Linked DNA regions of Mus musculus: all the other regions are linked to region 1. The links are chromatin contacts, called in public Hi-C and HiChIP or PLAC-seq maps. All regions are on one chromosome and are shown on one strand. The core of a region is the stretch at or near the end of the contact, and the rest is flanking DNA. Distances in the headings are between cores, read along the strand shown. Region 1 holds the start of Fam20c (family with sequence similarity 20, member C). Region 2 overlaps Fam20c (family with sequence similarity 20, member C). Region 3 has its middle 48 kb from the start of Fam20c.

The links. A called contact is a pair of places that touch in the nucleus more often than the background predicts. HiChIP or PLAC-seq counts read pairs in DNA pulled down with a chosen protein or histone mark.
Region 2: a contact with region 1 is called in a Hi-C map of liver, with 1.8 times the contacts expected there. The contact joins the enhancer-like site here to the promoter of Fam20c in region 1. A contact is called at or near these places in 5 of 39 promoter capture datasets (the 3T3-L1 cell line, embryonic stem cells, liver and 1 more), 9 of 484 Hi-C or Micro-C datasets (the G1E-ER4 cell line, embryonic stem cells, liver and 1 more), 4 of 115 datasets of contacts at active chromatin or transcription factors (bone marrow-derived macrophages, embryonic stem cells and hepatocytes) and 3 of 9 other capture datasets (adipose tissue, liver and pancreatic islet).
Region 3: a contact with region 1 is called in an H3K4me3 HiChIP or PLAC-seq map of bone marrow-derived macrophages, with 7 times the contacts expected there. The contact joins the enhancer-like site here to the promoter of Fam20c in region 1. A contact is called at or near these places in 10 of 39 promoter capture datasets (the 3T3-L1 cell line, 3T3-L1-derived adipocytes, the HPC-7 cell line and 4 more), 10 of 484 Hi-C or Micro-C datasets (the C2C12 cell line, bone marrow-derived dendritic cells, bone marrow-derived macrophages and 6 more), 8 of 115 datasets of contacts at active chromatin or transcription factors (SST interneurons, bone marrow-derived dendritic cells, bone marrow-derived macrophages and 3 more) and 1 of 9 other capture datasets (pancreatic islet).

Annotation. Positions count from the first base shown.
Region 1 is chr5:138,752,610-138,757,260 of GRCm38.p6, reverse strand. Fam20c (family with sequence similarity 20, member C) reads right to left here and starts at 2,180. Exons shown (of 10, transcript NM_030565.6): 1 at 1,036-2,180. The coding sequence starts at 1,625.
Region 2 is chr5:138,799,667-138,804,317 of GRCm38.p6, reverse strand. All of the region lies in intron 5 of Fam20c (family with sequence similarity 20, member C), which reads right to left. Among named protein-coding and RNA genes, the nearest start is that of Gm5294, 18 kb to the left of the region's middle. Within about 2 kb of position 2,432, at least 9 of the 459 cell types and tissues checked have an H3K27ac peak or open chromatin away from gene starts, as enhancers often do. A contact at or near this core is called in hepatocytes, liver and uterus, where this site is marked.
Region 3 is chr5:138,704,854-138,709,504 of GRCm38.p6, reverse strand. No RefSeq gene overlaps it. Among named protein-coding and RNA genes, the nearest start is that of Fam20c, 48 kb to the left of the region's middle. Within about 2 kb of position 1,919, at least 34 of the 459 cell types and tissues checked have an H3K27ac peak or open chromatin away from gene starts, as enhancers often do. A contact at or near this core is called in bone marrow-derived macrophages, pancreatic cancer cells and trophoblast stem cells, where this site is marked.

The DNA of each region.
Region 1 (4,651 bases), core at 931-3,430:
CTCTGCTTTCTCTGGCCATGAGCTTGTTTGAATGAAGAACAGACCCTCTGGGAGTCTGCGAGGCTGGAGGGGAAGAGGGGCTGCTTTAGCTCTGCTTCACTGGCAGGTGAGGATCCTTCAACTCCAGTCTGTCTACACTAGAATCGAAAGGAGGGCTAGAGCCTTCCGAGATGCCACACCCTCTCCACTCTTTCAGCGGGCCGTTGCTTGATGGTTTCTGGCCAGCGAAGTCCAGAAGGAACCAAAAAGCTCGCATGGGCAGGCACAAGGCACAGGGCCTGGTCCTATTCCAGGGAGAGAAAGGATTTCTGAGGTTGTTTTGGACTGGTGACTCTCTCTCTGCTGCCCGGGGACCTTTGCAGGTTATTTGCTCTAGCCAGCTGGTGGTTAATATTTCACTCTGTTGGGCTTATTTGGATCTGTGCAGCTGTGGGGGTGGGGGTGGGCACAAAGCTCGGAAGACAACTCCAGGATGGTTTACCTTCCTCCAGGCAGGGTGGCCACAAAGGAAGGCCTCCACACTGCCAACAGCACTCCTCAGCCGCTTTTGTCCCCGTGACTGCATTTAAAAGACTTATTAGGTACATTCAGGCCTTCTGGAGACGTCCACCCTGAACAGCTCACCCCATCGCTCTCAGAGCCAGAAGCCCAACCCCTCCCAGGGGAAGGCTGCTCCCACTCTCCCTGGCTGGCTCTCCAACATATTCATTCATCTGCTTCCTCAGCCATCGCCAGGGCTGGCCAGCATGCTTCCTTGTAGGTGGAGCACTGGGCTCTCCTGGCTTCTGGTGGGCCGCCAGCTTCCCACACCAGGGCACTGGGAGCTTCCCAAACCGTTCTCCCTAGAATCATTGTGAAGACAAAGGCAAGAGGCACATCTGCCCCGCCCACCAGGGATCCCTACCAGCCTCTTCTAAGGGTCCCCCAAAGGTACACAAAATGCCTGGCGTGTGAAATAGCTTTCTAGTGGGGTGTCTTTATTCCCGAAGGGTCGGACGCGCTAGCCCCACCCCAAACCTCCTCTTCTCTGCTCACCAGTCAGGATTCTCTGCTGCCTTGGGGTTAAACCTGATGTCGCTGTTCACATTAAACAGGACGTCGTCCTCTGTCAGAGGAGGCACAGCCCCCTGGTAGAGAGGGTGCTCAAACAACTTGGCTAAGAGCGATCCGTCCCCGCTGGGGCCAGGGGGCGGTACCCGCGGTCGGGGCCCCGGGTCTCGAAGCAGCGGCCGATGCGCTGGGTCACGGGGTGGCGGGGAACGGGGCTCCTGACCCCGCGGAGCGTGATCCACCGGCTCTGCTGCAGAAGGCAGCTTCTCCAAGGAGTGGGAGGTTAGGTTAGAGGCTGGATCTGAGCTGAAGTCTTGCAGGATGCGCAGTGTGTGTTTGTTGGGCCAGCCTGCGTCGCCACCGGCGGACTCCCCCGGTCTGCTCCTTGCCTGGGCCCAGCCTGGACCAGCTGCCTCTGCTGCCGGCTGAGCGCAGGAGCAACCGGGCTCCCCGGAGGATCGCGTGGCGCGTCGGTCCAGCTTGGGTAGCAGGTCAACAGCAATGTGCAAAGCGCAAGCCAGTAGGAATACTACCAGGATGAGCACGCGAAACCTGCGCACCAGTATCATCTTCATGGCCGCGCAGGCCAGCGGGCTGGGGGGTTCGGGACGCGCGCTCCACCGGTGCCCCTCAGCTTGGCACCAAGCCCGCAACGACCCGCGGGTCAAGGTCCATTCAGTGTACTAGCAGCTAGCAGCTCGGGGGCTGTCCCCAGACTTGGACGTCGTGAAGGACAACCGCCACCAAAGCACCAGCTCTCCAGGCCATTTCGGGGGGCGGCCAGCGGCCCTCGTCGGTGGAGCGGGTGGCAGTGGTGACAGGGAACGCAGGGGCGTACGAGGGTCTCCGGGACGGCGACCACACTCAGCGGGCGTGTAAGCAGAAGGCGCGGCTGTTCATCCCGTCCAAGGCGCGACAGATCCGATCCAGAGCGCGGTGCTCCCGCTGGGCCATGCCGGGTCCTGGGCAGGCGACAAAGCGGCTCCTCTGTTCTGTCAGGCTGAGGCTGGGAGACCGGGCTGGAGAGACAGAGGCGAGAAGGGGAGCGCGAGGGGGCGCGCAGGGAGAGGCGACGATCTGGCAGGTGCAGCAGGCCGACCCGGAGCGCAGCGCCCGCACCGCCTAGCTCCAGGCGCCCCGCGCCCGGCCCGCTGATATCCGAGCGCGCCGGAGCCGCCCCCCGCGTCAGCGCCCGCAGATTGGCGGAGCCGTGGCCCCGCGAGGCCCGGCCGGCCCGGCGCTAGCCCGCGCTCCCCTCTCTCCTCCCCCTTGGCCGCGCCCCGCGGTGTCGCCGCGCCTCCTCCGCGCTGAGCCGGGAGCCAGAGAGGCCCGGCTGGGAACCCGCAGGCAGCGGTGGCTTCGGCCCTGTGCGCGCGGCTCTCGGCCTGGTAGCCTGCGTCCCTGAAGCTCCACGCGCCGCCAGTTGCAGCCGCACAGCTCCTCCCCGGCGAGTGGAGGCCAGAAAACAGGCCAAGTCCCTCCCCGAAGCCCGCGGGGCGTCTGCGCGGCCGGACAAGCTCCTCTCCGGGCGGTGTCCTGGCACCTCGGGTACCCGCAGCCCACTAGGTGGAGGACGAAGAGACGACGTTGCCACGCGGCGGAGAGAACGGCGGAGGAGCGCGTTGGGCCCCCGATCCGATGGGACTCCAGAAGCTCGGCAAGGCTGCCGGGCCCACCCCACCCCAGGGGACACGCCTGCGCCTTAACCCTGGCGGCGCCGCGCGGAGCCTGGCTGAGTGGCGCGGATGCGCGGGCGGTGGGCGGGGCGCGTCTCGCTGCCTGCCCTCTGGGATGCTAAATCGGGGTGCACAGTAAAAAGAGATCTGCTTTCACCACGTGGCTTCATTTGTGGCCACAGGGCTTCTGGATCCCCAACCCCTAGTAGGAAGTAGGAATCTCTGGGAATTTCTGCTAAAATTCTGGGAAGGTAAGCGTGAGAGGGTCAGCCACAGATCCACAAGCTGAGCAGACCTCAGGGCTTCAAGCACCTGCAGATTTCCACAGCAGCCCAAGCCAACTGCTGTGTAAGGGACTGAGGGGCGGAGTCTGTGCTCTACGGAGCCCCTCTTTGTCATGCTCTCTTGGCTGTGCTCCCCGGCCCTGGAATGCTCTCAGCTCGAGTTCTCTATGAATCAAGTGCACAACTCATGTTCTTTCTGAAGATTCAGCGACAAGTCTGTGTTAGTTGACGTTCAGTAGACACCCACTAGCTGCTTGTTAGGGACGAAGAGAGTCGCAGCCAGCTAGCTGGTCAGCAAAGGTGCCTCCTAGGCCTTTAGAAAGGAAGAGAGGGTGGAGTTCCACACTCCTGTAACAGGAGCTGATGCCTGTGTTGGGCAGCATAGTGGAAACCCAAGAGTGCAGTGGGTGGGGTCTTAATAGAGGTGCACTCCCCAAGAAGGTATGGCTTACATCATGAAAACTGAGGCATTCTGCATTCATCCGGCCCTCCCACTCACACAGACAATGAGTTTGTGTGTGGAGATGGTGGGCCTGAGGTGGGAGTAGGACGGAAGCACCCACAACCTGGGACCTCTGGAGAGAGACGAATGTCATCAGGGTAGAGTCACCTGCTCCTGGGAGCATCAGTTCGTGGGGCTTCCCATTGTCTCCTGGTGTCCTGGACAGTCCGTTCATCACAACTGTGTGGCTTCTTAGGGGAATTCCTGGCTCTCTGGCTCCTACCCTAAGGAAGCAGGGTGCTGTAGCCAGTGTAAATGCAGTGGACCTGCCTGCTGTTTCTGCAACAACACCTGTTGCTGTCTGCTAACATAACTCTCCTTTGTTTCTTTCCGCCCTTCTGCCCCAGGATGCAGGCACTTCACAGAGGGTCTCAGAAGAGGCTCTGCTCTCATAGCTCCACCCAGAGGCCCCAAGAAGGCCAAGGTGATTCATGCAGAAAAGGTTTCTGAAGGTATAGTTCTCCCTCAGAGGAAGGTGGGACACACTCTGTGCCCCCAAGTGCTTTGAGCTGAGGAGGAATTAACACAGAGACACATACAGATGACAGGCATGGGGAAACAAGAGGGAAAATGGTGACACAGATATACAAACACATAGGGGCACATAGACATGTTGACTCAGACACAGAGACAGACACAGGTACACACATACACACAGAGGTGACATACAAGTCAAAAATGGTGACATGGACATACAGGTGTGCATAGACATACTCACACAGATGTACAGACACAAGTACACACACAGATGACACACAGATACATATAAAAACTGATTCCCACCCCCCCACACACACACACATGCACACAAGAGCTGAGCCTCACTAGGCCTCTCTACCTTATGGCTGTCTGGGCAGATACCCCACCTCACTTGCCTGAAGAGGACCCTGATGTTGGCATACAGCACCTGTCAGAACCCAGGGGATAGCTCCGTAGCATTTTTTTTTTCTGCCAAGCTGGAGCTCCAATAAGCCATTGGGAAACGTGTCATGTGTTCAGGCTTACCAGCAGGATGGTATAGCTGTGAGAGAAGCCTGCTACTTTATCAGGTTGGCCAGGGAAGCCCTCGAGACAGTACACTTAATGCCATCTAGAGCATCAGTATCCCCCTTTGTCACGCTGCATCTGGTGCCTATGCA
Region 2 (4,651 bases), core at 1,183-3,682, 47 kb before region 1:
GTCACATCAACACTGCCAGCCATCACCGGAGAAAGGAAACAGTTCTCTTTCTTTTTCTGATTTTGAGAAAGGGCTTCAGGTAGTTCAGGCTGGCGTCAAATTTACTATGTAGGTGATGAATTTGTGTTTGTGCGTGTGTGTGTGTGTGTGTGTGTGTGTGTGTTTGTGTGTGTGTATGTGTGTGTGTGCATGTGCGCATCTGCTCACGACTCACATAGGCAAGTAAGTATATACACTTGTGGGAGGCACAGAGGACAACCTCAGATGCCATCCCTCAGACACTGTCCACCTTATTTTGGAGACAGGGTCTCTTTCTTGCCTGACACTTGCTAAGCGGGTTAGGTTGACTGGCCAGCAAGCACCAGGGAGGCCCCATCTCCACTTCCTTATACCTGGTATTGCAAACGTGTAGCCCCACTGTTAGCTTTAATTAATTAATTATTTTTAAACATGGAGTCTGGGGATTGAGCTAGAGTCCTTTAGCTTGCAAGGCAAGCACTTTACTGGCTGAGCTATCTCCCTGGGCCTCTGACCCTGAGCTCTTGCTGGGATGGCAGGTAGGCATCACTCCGCCTGATTTATGTGATGCTGGGGATGGAACTCGGGGCTTTGTTGGTGCTGGGTAAGCAGAAACCAGTAAGATGGAGAGACACTGAGGAAGACATCTGATGTCAGCCTCTGGGTCTCTCTCTCTCACTCACTCTCTCTCTCTCTCTCTCTCTCTCTCTCTCACACACACACACACACACACACACACACACACACACGCACACACACGCACACACACGCACACACACACACGCACACTAACATAAAACAAAGTCTTCAAAGCTCAGCTATGCCATACAGCCTCCAGAAGAGAAGGAGGCTGGAGAATCGCCAGGACCAGGTCTGGAAGGGGCAGGGGTAGGAGGGGGCATGCATTTTCTACGATTCCTGACACACCCATGGGCACACAAGTCTTGGCTGGCCAGGCTCACTGCCTCTCCTCTCCCCTTCCCTTCTTGGCTTCATCTCCGCCCCCAATCTCTAGTCAGTGCTAGGTAATTAGGGTGGAAAGGATCAAAAGGAGACCAGCCCACTGCGCTCCAGGTGCTGATGCAGTTTACCCAGCTGCCCCCCTTCCTTCACCCTTACCTAGGACAGAAAAGCATTGGAGGCCAGGTGATAGCACAGTCTCCAGGAGGAAAATTTCTATCCCATCTCTTGTTGGCCAGAACCATGAAATTGGATGCCTCTGTTAGCCTGCTGGCCCTACCTTAGCTGGGCTCAGAGCCTATCATGCTGAAAGAGGAATGGAAACCTGCTTCTGCTCCACACAGCCTCGTTTCACAGAGGCACTTAAGGTGGGGCTGGTGGGTTCTGAAAGCTGTGTGACCAGAGGTAAAGCCTATACATCTCTGTGCTCAGTGGCTTCACCTGTGCTGCAGGGCTAAGAATTACACAAGGGAACTCAGGGGCAAAGCTGAGATGGCCTGGTACCTGGGGTTGAATGAGCATCTTTTGAGACATATTAATGAAGGCAGAGCTATGGAAAGCTGTAGTCTCTTAAGGTCAAAGAGCCTGCTGGGGCAATGGGTCTTCCTCCTCCAAAGGCCTGAAGACAGGGCCAGTGAGATCTCAGGCCAGGTATCCATCATGACAGAACACATGGCTACTTCATGGATCCTGTGCCCTGGCTGGAGAGACCATAGTATCCAAGACAGGCCTGTCCTCCTGCCAGGGTCAACTCAGCAGAGTCGGAGTCCCTACAGGGCAACATGTGCCCTTTGTGCCCTCCATGTTACACAAAGGCTGCAGACACACCGTCACTCTGATGTTATTCCTTCTATTGGGAGAAGATCCACATGGAGCCTACTTACTCCTCAAAGCACATTTGGGCTGTACACTTTTGGGACAGACAGTCCCATGGCTACCTGCCAAACCCAGACACCAAGGAAGGAAAGGAAAAGCTGACTGACTGAGTGAGGGTCAAAACTAATCTATGTTGTGAGATGCCAAGGCCAGGGTGGGGATGGGGGTGTATGCTGGGACCTGTGGTCACAAAGGCACGAATGCTTTGCAGAAACAAACAGGGTGGGAATAGATGACCAGGGTATATGAGACATGTCAGCAAAAATCCCAGCACTTAAGAGGCAGAGGTAGGAAGATCTCTGTGAGTTTGAGGTCAGCCTGGTTTATAGAGTGAATTTTAGGACAACACAGAGACAGCAAAAAGCATGTTCCTTAGACCTGGGGGGCTTCCGAGGCACTCTCTGGCCTCTCAGCTGTGTGGTGCTGGGGCAGTTATCTGCCCTGTCTGAACTTTATTTCCCAGTAGCTACCCTGAATTCAGGATGGAGTCCAAGGCTCCGAGCCAAGCTTACAGAAGGCCCATCTGAGGCCTGCCCCACCTGGAATGGAGGGCCATGCTCCTCCCTGACTGACCCAGGGCAGAGCTGCTCACAAGTAGAAGGGTGTCTGCTGTGATCAAAGGCTTTCCAGCCGCACTTAGCTCTCAGAAGCAGCAATGGCAAATTTGGCAGCGGAAGGATCTAGAAGCGCAAGCAAAGCAGAAACGGGGAATCTAAACAGACCTGGCTTTCTAAAGTAAGATCAAAGCTGCCTCCAGGGTCCCGTGCTTCAGAGGAAACCAGACATCTGGAAGGCTCTTGGAAGAAATTGGCTCACAGGGCAGAGTGGTCTGGCAGGGATAGCTAGGTGGAGGTGACTGTGTTCAGGAGTGGCCAGTCTGCTTCATGTAAAGAGGGAACCATTTGGGCCACATGAGCCACCCACCTTAGGGGGCCCCTGACAGCCAGGGAAGACTCTTGGGGTTCCTGGGAGCTAACAAATGACTAGTAACTGACTGGGAGCCTCACCATGAGCTGCAAAAGGTGAGTTGTGGGCTAGCTGATTGGTGCAGCAGCTGCAGGGGGGACATGGAGAGGCGACATGACAAATGTTGGGTCCCCAGTGTGGGAAGTCCATGGGATGTGCAGGGCAATCAGCTGAGGTCCCCTGCTGAGGATGGAAGGGAGTCCACACCAACAAAAGATGTGTCTGAGCATTTAGCATCATCTTTTGTTTATTGAACGAGATCCCTAGATCTCCTGCTTGTAATGCCAGCTTTAGGGAAGGGGGAAATGGTTGGATCCCCTGGGCTTAATGGCCAGCCAGTCTAGCTGAATCTGTAAGCTCCAGGTTCAGTGACGGACCCTGCCTCAAAAACAAAACAAAATAAAACAAAACAAAATAAAACAAAACAAAATAAAATAAAACAAAATAAAATAAAACAAAACCTAAGGATGAGAGCGATTGAAGAGAAGACAGCTGGCATCGACCAATGGGCTCCACGGGCAACTGCTTTTGCATGTTCATGGGCAAAACAAACAAACAAACAAAGAATAAAATAAAATAAAAACAAACAAAATCCAGAATCCTTCATTGTTTCAAAATGACTAAGCCCACAGTACATTGACTCTGCAGTGGGTGACCTTGACGGTTCCTGTCTCAGAAGCCCACATCTACAACTGCTGCTTCAACCCCATATACCTGCATGAGATGGCTATCTACAGTCCCTCAGCGGGGCTGCTGGGGGCCCCTTAGGCTATAGACAACACAGTCTAGTGAGTTCCTGACTTGCTTCTGCCTGTCCTAATTCCTCTGATTCATGTTGGGTGATTTCCTCAACTGTATCCACCCGACGGCACCAGCAGGTAAAAGCCAAGCTGGATGTGGAATGCCACTGCTGGCAAATCATCTCCAGGGATGCAGGACTGACCATGAGGACATTTGAAGTGACACGGGCAGATCTTAAGGTCACAGTACGGAGTCACAGAATCAAAGCTAAGAGGCCATCTGTGGGTCCACAAATGGACCAAAGCAGAGAGAGTACAGTGACCCAGCTGGGACAGCCGGTGGCATGGGCTGGCAAGGGGCAGGAGGCTGAGGGTCCTGTCCTGGTGGTGGAGGGAATTACTACACAGATGTCTGTATTTAGAGCACTGAGCTTGGTAAATGGCATTTTAAATACTACATGGAGAGCCAGGGAGGTAGCAAGTAAAGCCGGTGCTGGGGAAGCATGAAGAGAGGAGCTCCATTTCCCAACCCACGTGAAGGAGGGGGAGGGGAAGGGGGGAGGGAGGTTGAGGCAGAGGGGTAGAGGTAGGAGAAGGGGAAGGGGAGGAGGGGGAGGGGAGGAGAAGGGGAAGGGGAGGAGGGGGAGGGGAAGGGAGAAGGGGAAGGGGAGGAGGGGGAGGGAAAGGGAGAAGGGGAAGGGGAAGGGAGAAGGGGAAGGAGATGAGGGGGAGGGAGAGGGGAGGGGAGGGGAAGGGGAGAGGGAGGGGAAGGGGAAGGGGGAGGGGAGAGGAAGGGGAAGGAGGGAGGGGAGGGGAAAGAGGAGGAGGAGGAGGAGGAGGAGGAGGAGGAGGAGGAAGAAGAAGAAGAAGAAGAAGAAGATGAAGAAGAAGAAGAAGAAGAAGAAGAAGAAGAAGAAGAAGAAGAAGAAGAAGAAGAAGAAGAAGAAGCAGCAGCAGCAGCAGCAGCAGCAGCTGAGTGTGGTGGTGGTGGTGATGCACACTTGTAGTCATGGCTTTGGGTAATAGAGATGGGAGGTTCTCTGAACCTACTCAGTGAGCTCTAGGCCAAAGAGAAACCCAGTATTAAAAAA
Region 3 (4,651 bases), core at 670-3,169, 47 kb after region 1:
CACCACGCAGCTGGCCTATCAGCTTCTGTGGATTTTCCTGTCTTTATCTTCCACCTCACTGAAGGAGTGCTGGGATTACAGACACACCTACCACAGTATCAGGCTTTACATGGGGGCTGGGGATTGAACTCGTGTCCTCATGATTGCATGACAAATACTTTATCCACTGATCCCAGCTTAGCTCCTGAAGATCATTTGTAAATATAACATCTCCTTCACTTACTGATGGTGTTACTCACAACGTGATGGCTTCAGTTCTGTTAAGCTTCACTGGCATTTATCATTGTGGTGGTTTGAATACGCTTGGCCCACAGAGTGGTACTACTAGGAGGGGTGAACTTGTTGGAGTAGGTATGGCCTTATTGAGGAACGTGTCAATTTGGGGGTGGGTTTTGAGAACTTATCCTAGCTGCCTGAGGATGGCAGTCTTCTCCTGGTTCCCTTCAGAACAAAATGTAGAACTCTCAGCTCCTCCTGCATCGTGCCTGCCTGGTTGCTGCCATGCATCCCATCCTTGATGATAAAGGACTGAACCTGAAAGCTAGCCCCAATTAACTGTTTGCCTTGGTCATAGTGTCTCTTTACAGTAATGAAAGCCCTAACTAAGACACTCATTAGCATTTTCTCTATTGGTGATTTAAGTCTAGCCAGGCCACAGAGAACTAAGCCACAACTTGATCCATATCTTCTGCCAATATCTACAAAGCATGTGTTCCTGCTGGGAATGTTGCCAGAACTGTTTGTGTCATAGCCTGGGCCTCTCAGCTGCCCTAACAGCCAGCTTCTTCCACTTGTCCTCTGTAGACCAACTACACAAGTCATAGTGGAAAGAAATGAGGAGTTTTATTCAATGTGGTTACACTGGGGAAAAGGAACAAGCAGAGTCATGACCCCATGTCTATCTTCTGGGTCCTGATGTGAGGCTTAGATTTAAATAGAGGGCATGAGGTGCACATAGCCAAGCAGACTTGTCAAGGTGTCTTGTCTCAGCAATCATCACTGTCTCAGCTCTCATCTCTCATACAAGGTAGTCTGACAAGTTGTCAGATCTGTGTGAACTCCATTTCCTGGAGACAAGAGCCTCCTCTGGCTTCAACTTCACTTTCTCTTAAAGATGAGGTTCCTGGAGAATCCCAAGCTTTTGAGGCCCATTGTTTTAATGGTTTGCTAGCTAAAGGGACGGTTTTGTGTGGCACTATTCCTGGGGAGGTAGGGGCAAATGTCTATTCATATGTGGGAGCTAACAACAGCCCAAAGTAAAAATGCCACTGACTTAGGCTTTCCACTGCTGTGAAGAGATACCACAACCACAGCAACTATTATAAAGAAAAAACAGTTAACTGGGGCTGGATTACAGTTTCAGAGGTTTCATCCATTATCATCATGGCAGGATAACCTCAGCATCCAGGCAGACATGGCACTGGAGAAGAAGCTGAGAGTACTACATCTTGATCCACAGGGAGCAGAAATAAATGCCACACTAGGCCTAGCTTGAACATATATGACTTCAAAGCTTACCCCTATAGTGATATACTTCCTCCAACAAGGCCACAATTACTCTAACAAGGCCACACCTTCTAATAATGCCACTCCCTATGGGTCAAGATTCACACACATGAGTCTATGGGGGCCATTCTTATTCAAACCACCACAGCCACCACAGGCCAATTTGAAGAACCACGTGTAGTTTTGGGGTTACAAAACATGGATGAAGGGTTACTTACAGGAGCAGCAGTGATTCCAAGCAACTGTATGACCAAAGCCCACCCCAGCAAAGAAAGGTATAAAGGCTGGATACCTGGAGTACTTTGCACAATTTTCAGGCAGCTCAACAGGTTGGGAGGTATCCTTCCCCATTAGCTCAGCTGCTCTGAGCCTCTTCCAGGCAGATCAACTTGTCAGGCAGTCTACATTGCAGCTTCTCTTATCTGAGAGTGACTCACACTCACAAACATCTTTTCAGCTTACATATCTGTTTGGGGAGGGAGAGGCCTGGTGAGTCTGACCAGTTTCAGGGACTTCCAGAAACTATTTCAAGTGGTTTGCTCCCTGACCTTAGGAGCTTCAGGGCAGGGTGAAATGTCTTGTCTCCCAGTAGAACACAGTACTGTCTCACTTTCCTGTGAGCTTCTTGAATCCTAATGAGCTTTTCTCCAAGGTGGAAGATTTTAATCTTGGAGGAAAGTGTCCCACAGCAGGGAGGTACAAGGGTCTCTTCAGATGGTATTTTTACATGCCAGGAGGTTTCTAGGCCCCATTACTGGTATGGCGCTGGGCCCCAGAGATGGCAAGCCTGTGGTACACCATTTCCTATCAATGTTGAGCAAGGGGCTTTTAGTTACAGCCATGGGACACAACATGCAGATTGTATCCAGTTTGCAAAATAAAGGTACTAATTTGATAGGGTTTGAGAAGAAAAGGAGGAGGGGGTCCGAGCACAGGGACCATCAGACATTCAAGACCTGATGGGAGAAGCAGACTTCAGGGAACTGAGCCAATATTACAAAGGAAATCAGCCCTGCCCCACCCAAGAGCAGAGGTCAGGGGGTATCCATCTCTCAGAAGCACTGGTATTGGCTTGTGGAGATGTCCACTCACCCGTGTCTGTCTCTGTGGCTCTACTTTGTCTACTTTCCCTACTTTGTCTGATTGGCCCCATCTGCCCTGGTGGCTGTCATCTTGTCATGAAGCTGTCTGTCTGCCCTAGTGATTGTTGTCTTGTCTTGATGGCCTTCTGCTCTGGTGGTTGTCTTGTCACAGTGGCCCTGCTTGCCCTATCTGGTGGCTTCTGTCTTGTAATGGTGGTCCTGTCTTGTCTTGGTGGCTATGATTCTCTCTCGGTGTCTCTTTTACTCCCTGTTATTTACCACCGCTCCTATGGTGAGATGCTATAAAACAGCTTTTCTTTATTAAGACACATTTATCCTAAAGCTTTTAGGCAGTGTTAGAAATCGTGGTTTAAAGAATAAGCCTAGGAATATGGATAAAATAGAAAATGTTTCCCAATGAAATTTCACCTAAAAGATGCCATTTTCTACTTTTCTGTATCACAGTGGATTACAGCCACTAGGACTCTGGGACCTGCATCAGGGAAGGTCATTTTATTGTGTCTCTTATGGGATATTCCCAGAAATCAACCAAGATCAGAGTGGAAACAAAGACACAGGCAAGACATGGTGCTGGACACCTTTGATCTCAACACTTAGGAGGCAAGAGGCAGGCCATCAATCTGTATGAGTTTGAGACTCTTCTTGTCTACCTAGTGAGTTCCAGGCAGCAAGAGCTACATAGTGAGACCCTGAGTTTAAATGAGAATGGCCCCCGTAGGCTCATATATTTGAACATTTGGTCCCCAGTTGTTGGAACTGTTTGGAAAGGGTTGGGAAGTGCAGCCATTTTGGAGGAGGTGTGTCACTGCGATTGGGATTCTGATGTTTCAAAGACCCCATATCACTCCCAGTTAGGTCTCTGTCTACCTTGTGTTTGTGGATCAGGCATGGCGCTAAGCTACCACTCCAACACCATATCAGCTTGCGGTGTGTTCCTCTCCATGATGGTCATAGACTTTAACCATCTGAAACTGTAAGCAAGGCCTCAATTAAATGCTTTCTTTATGAGCTGTATTAGTCATGGTCACAGCAATAGGAAAGTCACTAAGACACCCTTGAATAAAAGTAAGATAAAAGATAATAAATGTAGGATCAAAGCAAAGAAACAGATAAAACTCTGATATTGGGTTGTAGATGGATAATCATAATTGCATCCCCAAGTAGGTCTTCCAGCTAGGGAGAGAACCTTTGCATCAAAGCTTTAGCATGTCTGAAGGCATGCTGCTGATGGAGCTTGGAGCCCTCTAGTGTGGATGCTGGATTTGGAAAATCCCGCACTGAAGGTGTCTCACTTTACTCTTGTTGGCTGTGGGTGATTACCAGCAACCCAGAATCCAATGAGGGGCTCCTGGAACAAAAGCTGAAGAAGTCGCGCTTGTGACCAGAGGCCTCCGACATAGGACCAGTGAGTGACTCAGATCTACTGGGTTATAGATAGCCAGCTCGCCAGTTAGGACATCAGAGTCACACAAACTTGACTTCACTCTCTATTTGTGGCCAATGGAAACTGTCTTGCAACACTGCCAGAAACCCGAGAATACCACTAGTCAGACAAATCAAAATTTAGTAGGTGGTCATCTTGCTGATCCAGAACCTATACAGCCACAGAAGCGCCATCTACTCCATTAAAAAGGCTTATTGACATGTTCGTGTATGTGAATACTGCGTATTTAGGTGCCTGGGTGTAGAGGTCAGCAGACAACTTTCAGGAATCAGTTCTCCTCTTTGGCTTTAACTTTGTGGGTTCTGAGGATTGAAGTCAGGTTGTCAAACTTGGGAGGCCAACAAGTGCCTTCCCTCACTGAGCCACGCCTCTGTCCACCTAGTCTACTTTTAAGATGAGAGATAGGTAAGGCAGAAATAGAACTGAAAAACCCAATTATGGTACCCTTCCTGGACCAAGTGTAATCTACTTGGTCTAACCTTGCCCACTCTGTAAAGAGTTCTGGGAGGGGACAGAGGGAGTGAGGGGCAGATGTTCTAGCAGACCCACCCCTTCTCTGGCCCAGCCATCCAGGCTTTTGTCCTGTCCAGAACAGGAG